Linked DNA regions of Rattus norvegicus: region 2 is linked to region 1. Evidence: chromatin contacts called from public Hi-C data. All regions are on one chromosome and are shown on one strand. Each heading gives the region's core, a stretch centred on a gene start, on an enhancer-like site or on the middle of the called end of the contact. The rest is flanking DNA. Distances are from core to core; before and after follow the strand shown. Region 1 holds the start of Cutc (cutC copper transporter). Region 2 holds the start of Dnmbp (dynamin binding protein).

Region 1 (6,417 bases), core at 1,940-4,439:
AAAAAAAAAAGATAGTAAATCTAAAACTATCATCGTTAATTTTCATTCTTGTTCAAGGCTGGGGATTGAACGTAGGACACGGAATATGCTACAAGTGCTTTACCACTGAGGTACATGCTCAAACCCCTAAGGATATCTTTAAACTCTTTCAAAATTTTAAATTTGTGAGGTTTAATAAAATAATCATCTAATGAGTAAACAGGATTATAGACATTTAACTTGAAATGTGACCTGCTTGGGGAAAGAGGAGTTTAGACAGTTATTTTCCAATTAATTTTTGGTTTTGCTTTATTTTCTGAAGCTGGGTCTCTCTATCTAGCTTAGGCTGGTCTCAAACTTTCAACCCTCCTGCCTCAAGCTCCCTCGTGTTGGGGACCACACCAAGGTCCTCAGTAGGTTTTCTACCTAGTTGTTTCTGAAAAGACTATTACTATGCAAGAAATGACAACGCGTTTTCTTTTTTTTTAAATGGAGCCTCAATAGCTCAAATGGACTTCATGGTGACCCTTCTGCTGCAGCCCCCGCGTGCCGCCCAGCTTGGCAAGGGCTTTTGAGGTCAGTTCATAGGATTCATTTTCAGACTCTAAAAACGGTTGCCAGCCGCCGTGCATTGTGTAGCTTCCCTTACCTCCTCTTTCTGCATTCACAGCCGACTCCACCGAATCTACGCACACTTCCATAAGAAATCCATTTCCTGCTCCTAAAATATATGAACAGAAATTCCTGAAGGAATTACAAATCTTCCATGAATACTTCATACTTTTGCTGCCCGGATTCACATGCGCAATAGAGGAATAAAGAGATGCATAAGGCCCTTCCGTGTGGTAAAATATCATTCATTCAAACTGGCATCTCTAGACTGTGAAATAAAGACATACCCAAAGGAACCCAGTCTGAAACCATCTTTAGTACACAGTAAATGTGAAACTAATCTTCCCAACACACGGGTCTCATCTCTGTGCCCCAGCTCAGACACTCAGAATATTTCTCAATGCTAGCAGTTATAAGGAACACACATTTAAAAACAAGAACTGGATTTCAAATCCTGGTCCCACCATTTTATTTGCTGTGTGACCCTAGACAAGTTACTTAAGTTTTCTATAAAACAAGAGTAGGTTTCAATTCCTACCCTCAGGGTACTGAACACTGAGATAACTTACTCCCTAAGCATTCACTAATATTTATAAGCTACCTGTGATTTCCTCTTTATGACCCGTTTTCTTCCGTCTCCATCTTTGCCAATGATTATACTATCTCAGCTGACAGAAATCCTTCTAGTTTCATCTTCAAACGCTAAACTTTTGCAAGGACCATACCAAGTCACATTTCCATGTTTTTTCCTCCTAGAGTAGAAATTTTTATCTTCTGCTTTTGATCTCCAATAACTTGAGTTATAAACTTCTCACTAAAACCCCAGTTTCACCTCTTATTTATGAGGTAACTATCTGGTTGTTAATGGTTGACATGAAGTTCCTTAATAAGATCATTATAAAAATTCTTAATATTCACTTTTCAGAAAGCAGAGGGCGAACAAGTCAGTCAAACATACAATAAATCCTGAATTACAAATTCTTATGTTGATACCAAAAAGTGTGGTGTTAGCAGCTTTGGGTTTTTCCTGTAGTTAAATGTATAACTCATTTTTAATTAACAGTTTTAAATGTTGGGGCCTAGAAAATGGCTCAGTGGGTAAAGCCATTCACTGTGCAAGTCTAACAACCTGAGCTCATCCCCTGAATGTGTTTAAAGTTGGAAGGAGCCACAGAATTGTCCTCAGACCTCCACACATTCACATTGGCACCTGCACCCAGCCTCACACAATAATGGCCAACAAACTTTTAGAGGGTTTAATTCATACTTCATGTACTAATCTCTGTATGAACAGTCGCCATACTCTAACAGTGGTTACTACTGGGCAGTGAATTTGGGATAATTTCTATATTGCTTGACATTTCTACCTGATGTTGCTTTTATGATTATAGACTACTTTGAGAAACAAACAAAATCTGTCACCTCCTAATATCAAGTTGCAATAGTCATTTATTTAATAAAAGACTATCAGTCCCATAGATTAGAACTCAAATATTAACCTATGGTCTTAAACAACAATAGACTAACTCCACAAATCTGGTAACAGTCCCACCAGTGGGGCTGACAATGTTGACAGATTATCAGTAGCTTCACACAAGAGTATGGGATTGTCTACAAATGGCTGCGACAGGAGCCCAAGCAAAAGGTTTTTTTGTAGATATCAAAAAAGACATTTGAAGCAGTAAATGCTCAAAGTAAGATACCACATATGGTTGTGGGGACTCCGAGTCTGTGTCTGTATTTGCCTTTTCTCTCTTAGCCTCTAGGGAGTGGAACGTAACTATTAAACATGCAGATGCAGGTCTGAGAAGCCAACTCTTCCATTAAGGAAGATATTAGAGATTTGCAAAATAAGAGCATTGCATTGCCACTTTCGCTGTCCGTTCAGGGATGAATCTATTCTTCATAAAAGTTATTTGTGTTGACATATAATAGGCACGGTGTGGCCATTTTCTAATTTATCAGTCAACACTTTTTTTTTTTTTTAGGAAGACAAGTCCTGGTTTGGAGAACAAAGAGTTCACCGAAAGAGAAGAAGGAAGAGAAGAAAATGATCGAATTCCTGTCTGCCATGGACAACTCCCGCAGCCAGCAGCCAGTCATTTGTAACCCAATGGCTGTGGAAACGGATCCCACTCTCCACCCTCTGGTCGCAGCTAGAGTTGTAGAGCTGTCACCACACGTTTATTCTCTACCTCAGAGAGGCGAGTGGGTATGGTGCCCTCTTGTGGCCCAAGGGGCTGCGGGACGCTGAGGGAACTTGTGTGACTGGCCGACACCCACGAGGAGCTGACGGAATGCGTGACTGCCCGGGACCCCGGAGCAGAGGACACTCGACCGCGGGAAAGCATGACAGGCCGGGAGCCACCCCGGGGTCCACCGGCCGACCACCCCCTGCCCCCTTCCGCACCCGCCTTCCCCGACGATATCCACGCCTGTTTCCGCTCGCAAGAAATCCCTTTCTTCATGCTTCCCGCGTTCCTTCCTCGCTCGCCTTCGGTTTCCACTGAGTCCCCGCGGCTGCGCGAGCCACCGAGAAGGCGCGGCCCCGATGCCGGTGCCCCGCAGCCCCCGCGGAGTCATATGCGCAAGCGCAGTGGCCAGCCTCACTAGCAGGCCTGACCCGGAAGTGTTTGTCCTTTTGGTAGAGAAGCGGACCGCAGATCGCTGGCTGGTGCGTTCCGCAGAGGCTGTACTGTCAGTATGCAACGGTTGTTCCTCCCGCCCCTCAAGGCCTTGATGGGGAGCCGCAATGTCGGGCTCCTGGTCCCTAAGGCGGCATCTAGAGCACAGGTACCCACTACAGCTGGCTTGGGTCACGGAAGCCGGGCTGGGATAAAAAAGAAAGGCCAGGAGAAAGTAAAGGGACCGTGCCTGCAAGTCCTGATCTCCTTCACGTTTCACGACACATTTCCTTGTGTCCAGACACCTCCCAGAATGTGAATCCGGAAATATTGCCCACTGTTGTGTATTACTGGCCAATTTATTTAGCGTTTACATTTCAATTTCCTTTTCTGTAGAATGGGAGAACTACCTATTACACAAGGTGTTTGCGAGGATTAAAATTTTAAATATACGTTAAACCTTTAGCACATGATAAAAGCTCAGTTATTTTATTTTATTTTGCACATCTGTGGTTTTGCTGAAAGATGCCAAGCAGTCAGGAACTCGTGTGTAACCCCATTCTACAGAAAAGAGAAGAATTGAGACTTCTTTTAAGTTGCTTGTCTAAGATACCCAGTTAATTAGAAATAGGAAAGTGAACATACATATTTCTATTGTTAGTGTTAGATCAAGAGAAGACATGTAGTCTCTTCTCTGATAATCATTAGTAAAAGGTGAAATATTGTTAGGTTATGATCCTGGGGGGGGGGGGGGAATGCCCACATGGTGCCTGCCCTGGAAGAGTCAGTTCCTTCGATTGTTAGTTCATGTGTTAAATATGTATCAGGTCTTGGTATGTAAGGGACCAGTACTACAAACAAAGGAAGCAAGAGGAAGACTGACCAGAACCTGCCACGCAGAGCTCCCAGCTTAGTGGGACGTAGGGACAGAGCATCTGAAACCTGACAGTGTGTTAAGGGTTGTGAAGAGGTACTTTGTGCTGTGATAGTGACCTGTTGTAAGATCCAGAAAAGTTTGGGGAGTACCGATGCCAGCCAGCCCAGATCCCCAGTGGGTAGTAGAAGTGGGGCATTGACGGAAGTGTGTGGGAGAGGAGTAGCACATTAGATGCTGGGAACCCGGTAGGAAAGGGTTGCGGTAGTGCAGCTGAGAGGCGGACTACCACAGAGCAGTAGCTGTGACATGCACCCTTACAGGGTACTTTACTCCGTAAGTAAATTTAATTTACAGTTAAATTGAGGCTAAGTGTTGGAGGCAGATTCTTCAGTTACAATTTTCTGTCTTGCTCCTTAGTGTGGCGGCGGCAGCTATGGCGGCAGGCGTCCTCTGAGGCCAGGGCAGTACGGCACCATCACTGAAGTGGCTTTGCAATCTGGAAAAGGCACAGTGTCCCTTCCTTCGAGGGCAGCCGAGCGGGCAGTGGGCCGATGGCTCCTGGTGTGCAGTGGAACAGTGGCTGGAGCAGTTATTCTTGGAGGAGTGACCAGGTGAGCCCTGTACTCTTGGGGAATCCGGAGGGAATAGGGAGCTTTGGGCACGTCTACTTTAGCTCACTCGGTTACAGGTGGAGAAGCTGATAGCTTGCTCTGTCTTAGGACAGCTTGGCGATTTATTTGTAGGAGTTTCATGATCAGGCCCAGGTTCGGTCTGAACTGGTTGCTGGGCATTATTTCTATGTGTTTTTACCTCTCCTGTGCTCAGATTTCTCTTAACTTTTTCTCCCGCGGTTTGTTTGCTTAAACACATAAGAGCATATATACATCCCAATCACTTCATAGATCTCTTAGGTTGTCTTTACAGCTGTAAACAGACTTTATGGATTTAGCTTTCCCTTCCCCCAGCATCTTTTATTTTTATGTATTTATTATAGTTTTGTTATTGTTGAACAAAGCCAAGTCATTTGTACCCAAAGTAGCCATAGACTGGCTGGTGTGTTTAGCATATCCTTGGTTCTATAAAGGAGTAATTGCTATTGGATTCAGATTGGGAATGAGAGGGCAAAATACCTCATAGGTGATAGAGCATTCGTTCTGGGATCTGTTGGGGACTTCAGCTGTCTTGATCACTATTGCCTGAATCCATTGTTTCATGAGAATTCCAAAATGGTAATGTGTTTATTGTCTTTACCCCAGGAGACAGTCTTCACAGGAAAGTCAGAATACTCGATTCACTGTCTTCATTTATTTATTTCCAGAATAATGAATCTATTCCCAAGATCCTCCAAAGGTTACAGATAAAGGGCTTGGGTTTTCAAGTTCATACATTTAAATGCATTAGATAGATCTTAGCCCACTGTGAGAATTGTGTTGCTAGTTTTCTTAAATTCTCCCAGTTGAACTGGTGGGAATCTCTTGAAATTGGTCTGAGCATCTTTTGGCGAGGCCCTTTGGTGGTGCCTTTGCTTTCTGGTGTGACAAGGTTTCCCGGGTTTATCTTTTAAACTTAGGTTCAGGGGCTTGTGTCCAGGCAAGCACTTTACTGGATGAGCTGTCCCTCCCACCCCTCTTCCTAATTTTAATGAAGTATGTGTGCATCTTCATGTTCATTGAACCCGTTTCAAAATACTATGTGATAACATAGGCTGTTATGGGAAATTGCAACAAGTTTAAATAATATTATCTTGAACCTATGATTCTGTAATACATTTCTTTTCCTGGTATAGAGAAGGTTAGTTTTAGCTGGCATTATATAGATCTCAATGGTTGAATGAGTGTATGCAAGGCCCTGGGTTCAGTCCCTAGCACCAAAATAGTAAGAATGCTGTTTATGCAATTAATACGCATTCCTTTAATCTTAAGTATTGTTTTTGCCTATAAAGAAATGCTACAGAAAGAATTAAGTGAGATCTATCATGGTGGCACAGGCCTGCAATCTCAGTATCTGGGAAGTGTAAGAGGCAGGCCTAGGCTATCTCAGAGACTCTGTTTTGGGGAAGAAAAAAAAATTAACAACCAATAGTTGGAAGGAGGCAGTTAAATAAAAGAGTTGAGAGAATAAAATAGAAGTGTAAGGAATTAAGAGCTGGGCACATAGGGCCTGCTTTGTGGAAGAACCTGGATTCCACACCCAGCAATATAAACAGAAAAGGAAGAAGAAAGGAATTCATACCCATGGGTTAAGTCCAGATCTGCTTGTTGCTGTCAAGTATTTATGAGTAATCTAGAACATAACACTCAGGAATTTATGTCCTATCCCAAGGCT
Region 2 (6,417 bases), core at 1,474-3,973, 210 kb before region 1:
TTGAACATTCTCGGCCTCTTATCCGAAGGATTGAGAACAAGGGCTCACACTGATTTGCCAAGGAAGGAGGATAACTTCACTTAGAGCCAAGAGTCACGATTTAGAGAGGGGTACACTGCCCAGATTGTCAGTGGGCCCCAGGAAAGATGGTCCCCAAGGGCCTCAGGCAGCAGCTGAGGTCTCCTAGTGGCCTAAAGGAAGGGAGGGTTGGCTACCAAAGGGTGTCGTTTGGGCTAGCCTCTATTTAGTTTGACTGATAGGTTAGGTTATTAATTTTTCTTACTGCCCATGTCTGCCTCCTCCTGAATACACCCAATTTTAATCATTATGCTCACTTTAATCATTATGCACAGGCACAAGTTAATAAATAGATTGATTCTGAAAAGGGGGGACCAGCTTTCCCTTACTGGAAATAGATACAAAACCAGTTCTGGCCACTTGGTTTTTTTGTTTGTTTTTTGTTTTTTTAATGTGGATACCTTGGGAATATACCATTTGATTGTTACCAGTCTGGTTACCAGTTCCAGGTGTGGAAATGTATAATATTGTTGAGAGACAGAAGCAAGTGAATTATTACAAGAGGGTGCTGTGTAGCCCCCCAAGCTTAGCAGGAGTCTCAGGGCAGCAAACCATTCCTATGACTGTCTGGCTCAGAAGAATGGTATTATACCGTTCATGATTTATTTTAGACTCTCCACGATGCCCTCAGTCTCAAACTTTAGTGCAACCACCAAAGAGTGTGCCTCTGAGAGTCGGTGACCTGCTTATTCCAAACTGACTCTTACGTGAAAGGAAAATGTTTAGATTAGGGCTTGAGAAGTGGCCCAGAAAGACACGTGTTGTCAGGCCTGAAGGCCACATGCTAGGAGAGAATTGGCTCCCAGAAGTTGTTCTCTGACCTCCTCATGAGACCCCTGCCTCAAGTGCCCCCTACCGCGGCAAATAAATAAATAAATAAATAAATAAATAAATAAATAAATAAATGTTTGAAAAAACAGAGGAGTTTAGACAGAGCTAAGTCATGGTAAACCGTTCCAATGTTGTTTTAGTTTCAAAATGAAATCTTTGCTTCGGGCTTATCTTGCTTTCATAGGGACTCCTTGTCTGCAAACCACATTAGAAACGCATATACACAGAAAATAAACTTGTGGTTGGTTCATAATAACAACTGTTAGCACCGGGTGTGGCCGTGCACACCTCTCATCCCGCACTTGGAGGTGGAGGCAGAGGCAAAAGGATCTCCGGGAGTTTGTGGCCAAGCTGGTTTACATAGCGAGGTTTAGGACAGCCAGAGCCACGTAAGAGAAAGGAGACCCTGTCTCAAAACAGAAAAGAAAGAAGAAAAAGAAGAGAAAGAAAGAAAAACAATGATAATGGTCATTATCTCGGTAATAGGTCGTCGATTTACTTGAAAGGGGGGAGGAGAGCTCACTGCTTCACAGGCTACTGAAGCATTTACTAAATTTTGTAAAAAGCAAAATCTGCAATATTTATGTTTTACTAAGAGAATGCCTTCCTTCAGTGTTCAAACAGCAAAGGAAGAGAATCATGTAAGTGAGGCAGCCGTTTCGCCGCTAGGTACAGGCTCCAAAGAACTAGAAGCAATGACTCCAATAGATATGGGCATACTTTGGGTCAGAGCCTCATCCACAGTAGCCAAAAGAGAAACTCCACCCAATGCCCACTGAAGGACAAACGCATCAACACAACGTAGCATGTTTAGCAGTAAAAAGGAAGGAAATTCTGACACATTGAACAGCACAGACCGAGAGCATTATTCTAACCGAAATAAGGCAGACACCAAAAGGACAAGTATTGTGGTTTCCATTCATGAGGGTCTCCAGAGTAGAATTCTTAAGGACACGGAGACGAGGGATCGCTGGGAGTGGAGTCCCTGTTCGAAGGGAGCAGTTTCAGTTTGGGAGGATTAAAAGGTCCTGGTGCCGGACAAGATGATGGTTCATCTACTCTGATGAACTCCGCTCTTTACAACGATTCAAACGATACACTGTGCTATGTCTAGTTTACTACGATTTTTAAGTTGTTAAGAAACAATATAGCTAATGAGATTTTAAAATAAAGCTTTATCTCTGCTGTGTGTGCATCGTGATATCAGATTCCTTCATTCTTCCAATCTGCTAGGTAGGTCCTCTGATGGGGAATCCCCAACACTTGCACCAGCTCCTCCATGCTCTTGTGAGCTTTAACAATCAGAAATCCTGGGGGACTTTCAGAAACCCAGGCGTCTGGTTCTTGTATTCTATGATTCCTTGCTTTTAAATCCTCACAGTTGTACTGTTAGACTTTGCTCGGGAGGAAAAAAAGTTGAAGGGGAGTGGGCAGTGACCTGGTGGTGCTCCCCTGTAATCTGTAATCCAGCACTTGGAGGAGGGGGCGATCGAGGCTAGCCTCTACCGCGAAGAATTCGCGCAACGGAGAATGTTGTTTTCTAGGTTGGCGGCAGCGCGGGTGCGTGGGGATCTGGATCCTAGCCTGAGCGAGGTGTATCGCTAAACGTCCCTAGCAGCCCGTGCCTCAGTTTCCCCCTAGAGGCCCTGGGAGCGCGAGCCCTGACGTGGCGGGGCGACGGGCTGGATGGCCACCAGGGGGCGCGAGTGCGGGAAGCGGAGCCCGGGGGGCCACGGGGCGGAAGAGGCGCGGAGGGAGGCGGGGCGGCGCGGAGTCACCCGGATCGGCCCGCCCGCCGCCGCCGAGGGGAGGTGACCGCGGCCGGGCTGGGCCACCAGTGGCCGTGCGCGGAGGGAACGCCGAGCGCAGAGAGCAGGTCGGTGCGGGGCCGGGCTCTGGCGGGGTGGCGGGGTGGCGGGGTGGCGGGGACGGTCGCCTGCGGAGTGCTCAGGGCTTACGGCGCTGCTCTGGGTCGCGCTGCGCTGCGCTCCGCGGGACGCGAGGCTGGGATGGGAGGCCCTCGCTGTCCTCACGCACGACCGAGGGGTTCAGGGGGCCCCCCGCAGCCCTAGGAGCCGTCCCGGGGCGCGGACGCGGGGACGAGGTGCCCAGCCGGGACGCTGTCACTGCGCCGCCCTGCCTTTGGCTTTGAGTTGAAGAACTGAGCACCAGTCCTGCCTCTGGTCACCGCTGCAGCTGGTGGGCATGTGAGGCCGGGATTCCGTGACAGCCAGGCAGGGATGGTTTCCCAAATAACCCAGGACTATTTATATTTAGCCGGAGGTGCAGCTTTGGTTTACTGGAGTTTCTAGGTACCCAGGACGATTGCTCTGATGCCAGGCATGTGTGTGTGTCAAAGGAGGATGGTTGTCTGTCTTGTCACTCGAATAAAAGGATGTTGGGGTGACCAGATAGGCCGGCATCTGGTGTGTATTAAGAGCTGAGAAGAATGTTTGGGGCGCAGAGAACCAAGTTTAAAAACCAACTTGAAAAGCAAGGTCGTATGTGGAATTATGGACGGCAAATTTTGTAACCTGTCTTACAATACTTCTTTTATAGTCATGGGAGCACCTCGTGGAACCTCCTAATTAATAATGGTGACAAGCTAGTGATGACACCGATCATACGATATCGAGTTGGAGCGTAGTTTAGACTCCACTGGACTTAGTCAAGTTACATGACTCGAATAGAGCTGACTGATCAACAGTCGGTTTTTGCAGCGCACAGACCTAATTCTTCCCTCAGTTAGTGCTGCATTTATAAAACAGTTGAAGGAAAAGCAGAGCCGAGGTCTAATGTTCAAGTCAGTGTGTCCATCAGGACTCATTCCCCTAAACTACTGAGTCTCGTGGTCTCTCGGGCTCTCTCAGGCCCTTCCACCACCACTCAAGCCATTAATTTGTATGTCAAGTTACTTGAAACAGATCCCTCCTGGTGACAACGAAGTTCTAAGAAGACAAAATTAATTGTTCGTATGATATAGCTGATACTCGACTTCACTGTCGCTCCCAGCTCCCCCACTCACATGAGGAGTTTCAGTCTGAAATGAGTGAAACCTGTTCCCCTCCCCCTCGTGTGTGTGTGTGTGTGTGTGTGTGTGTGTGTGACTGATGTTTCTGTGTTAATGTCACCCAATGGCGTGCCTGGCATGGAAGTGACGTACATGTCGTCACAGGTAATTTTTCCAATAAGCGGAGAACATTCTGACTCAAACTGCGCTGACTATTAAGCTAACATTGTGCATGGCTTGGGCTGACACGTGGTAGTTATCTTTATAGACGCTGTTCAAATATGTATGAGCTATTCGCCCTGTAACCCACAAAGCAGAGCCTCCTAACCTCTTCATCCCCCTCGCCTCCTCTTTTCTGGCCCCATGCTCCTCTGAGCACCCCCTTTGCCTGCTTGACCCACTCCACATTCCTCCTTCACCCACATGGCAGGGTAGGGTCTCCCCCAGACTGCCCACTGAGCTTGTACTGCCAAGGACGCTCCACTCCCGCCGAGGGCTCGGGCAGACTGCGTTCTGAACGTTTATCTCTGTGTCTGCAGAATCACGGGGGATGTCTCCAGAGCACAGCTCTTTCCCTCTGCCTTAGAAGGAAACTTTTTCTGCACGGTGCGTTCCAAATGCTTCAAATTCATCACCGTTCCCAGCCTTCTGGGCCATTTTGATTTGTACTGGGCTAAAATAAATGCAGAGTCATATTTTAAGCTGCAGATTGCTTATTCTCAAACTGGGCAGGGTGGGAAGGCGGATTCTTAAAAAGGATTCAAATGGTTTACAAGCAGAGGCTTGCTATCTATGGGCAGGTACAAAGCTGGCTTACTTTCCCAGGTTTATTATTTTTCCCTTTGGGACAAAACACAAGTCAGTTAACGTAATTGCCTGTGACTTTGTCACTGTGACTCTGTCACTGTCACCTGGGAGGTTCTCAAGCTTTGCTGTTGTTAATAAGACATTCTTGAGATTCATTCAGAATACTCCTCAGAATTTTCCACACCAGTGAGCATGGAGTCGTTTCTTATACACCCAGCCGGGAAAGCCTCTGAATAAACTAATTTTTTCTAATAACTAATAATAAGACTAAATAACTCAGTCTTGCTTTTGGGAGTGCATTATGAGGTAGCTTCTGACCCGGACAGCAGGGAGATGGACCGTCCCAGCCGTAACCAGACCATCTTCCATCCCCTACCCCTATGTCCTATCCCCATCCCCCACTCGCCCCCATTCCCCACCCCCACCCCCATCCTTCATCCATGAAAGAGCTATCCTATCCAGTGACTGCTAACTTAGGCGCTTCATTCTTTTTTTTTTTTTTCTTTTTTCTTTTTTTTCGGAGCTGGGGACCGAACCCAGGGCCTTGCACTTGCTAGGCAAGCGCTCTACCACTGAGCTAAATCCCCAACCCCAAGGCTAAAAAAGAAAGACATACTGACTGGTGCTATGTGTGGTGGCTCACGACTTTAATCTTTTAAACTCAGGTAGATCTCTGTAGATTTCAGCCAAGGTTACATAGTGAGACCTTGTCTTAAAAAGAAAAGAGAAAAGGAAAAAAAAAGTGCAGGGTGGCCTAAAATGAATCATTTTATCTTTGACTTTGTAAGTCTTTTCTGTAGGCTGAAGATATGTGGCTACCGAGAACAGACAGCACAATAAAGTGTTGTTCAAGGAGTTTGAGTCTGAGGGTTGTGTTCTGATGCCAAGTGGTTCGTCAGTTCATTCATTCATTCGTTCATTCATTCATTCATTCCGCAAATACTTTTTGGAGCACTTGCGTGATCCAGGCAGTACTGTAGGAGTCAGGGCGGAAGTGTGGGCAGAGTGGGCAAAGGCCTGACTCGTGCATACTCCAGTGGGAGCCTGAGCGACAGTGGGTGTGTGTGAGCATAGGGGATCCGGTCATCAGAATACAATGGAAAGTTCCAAGCAGTTAGATAGGAAAGAGAGTACAGTATGTGTGTGGGGGGTGTGGTGGGGGGAGGGGTGATGTTACTGTTCACACAGAGCGATGGGGGAGACCTCTACTGAGATGTCTGCTGATCTCTGACTCGAGAGGAGAGTAGGAGCAGAGAGAGGCTGGAGCGGGAGCATGCTTGTCAGCAGGAGGCCTGACAAGGTCACAGCAGCCAGGCAGGGCAGACATGGGAAAAGTGGCAGATGACGTGGTCGGGGTCAGAAAGGACACCTCAGAATAGGCTGGATGTCAAAAATCCAGCTTCGACTCTGAGAAGTGGGGGGGGGGGGCTTTTCAGGGTCTTTCTCTGTCTGTTTAAAAATGGTTAAGAGTGGATGCTGGGCAGGGTGCATGTTGGGAGCAGGGGGACCATGGTGGGGTGGACCAAGGGGAGAACTGGAGGCCTTCCTTTTTACATTAGTTGTGTGGCCCTAAACCAGAATTCTTCTCTGGCCTTTCATTTCCTCATCTGCAGAATAACTGGGTCTCCAACAGCTCCAGAATTTTAAGATTTCAGGTCACGTGGAGTTCAGTTCTTGCCGTCCTTCTTCAG

The links. Hi-C and Micro-C count contacts between places; a contact is called where the count stands out from the background.
Region 2: a contact with region 1 is called in a Hi-C map of liver, with 3 times the contacts expected there. The contact joins the promoter of Dnmbp here to the promoter of Cutc in region 1. A contact is called at or near these places in 3 of 12 Hi-C or Micro-C datasets (the A7r5 cell line, frontal cortex and liver).

The regions. Positions count from the first base shown.
Region 1 is chr1:252,568,293-252,574,709 of GRCr8, reverse strand. It overlaps Cutc (cutC copper transporter), which reads right to left and starts at 3,189. Exons shown (of 9, transcript NM_001399691.1): 1 at 3,002-3,189; 2 at 629-700. The coding sequence starts at 3,059. It overlaps Cox15 (cytochrome c oxidase assembly homolog COX15), which reads left to right and starts at 3,239. Exons shown (of 9, transcript NM_001033699.4): 1 at 3,239-3,384; 2 at 4,510-4,703; 3 at 6,415-6,417. The coding sequence starts at 3,295.
Region 2 is chr1:252,774,948-252,781,364 of GRCr8, reverse strand. It overlaps Dnmbp (dynamin binding protein), which reads left to right and starts at 2,723. Exons shown (of 17, transcript NM_001395001.1): 1 at 2,723-2,785.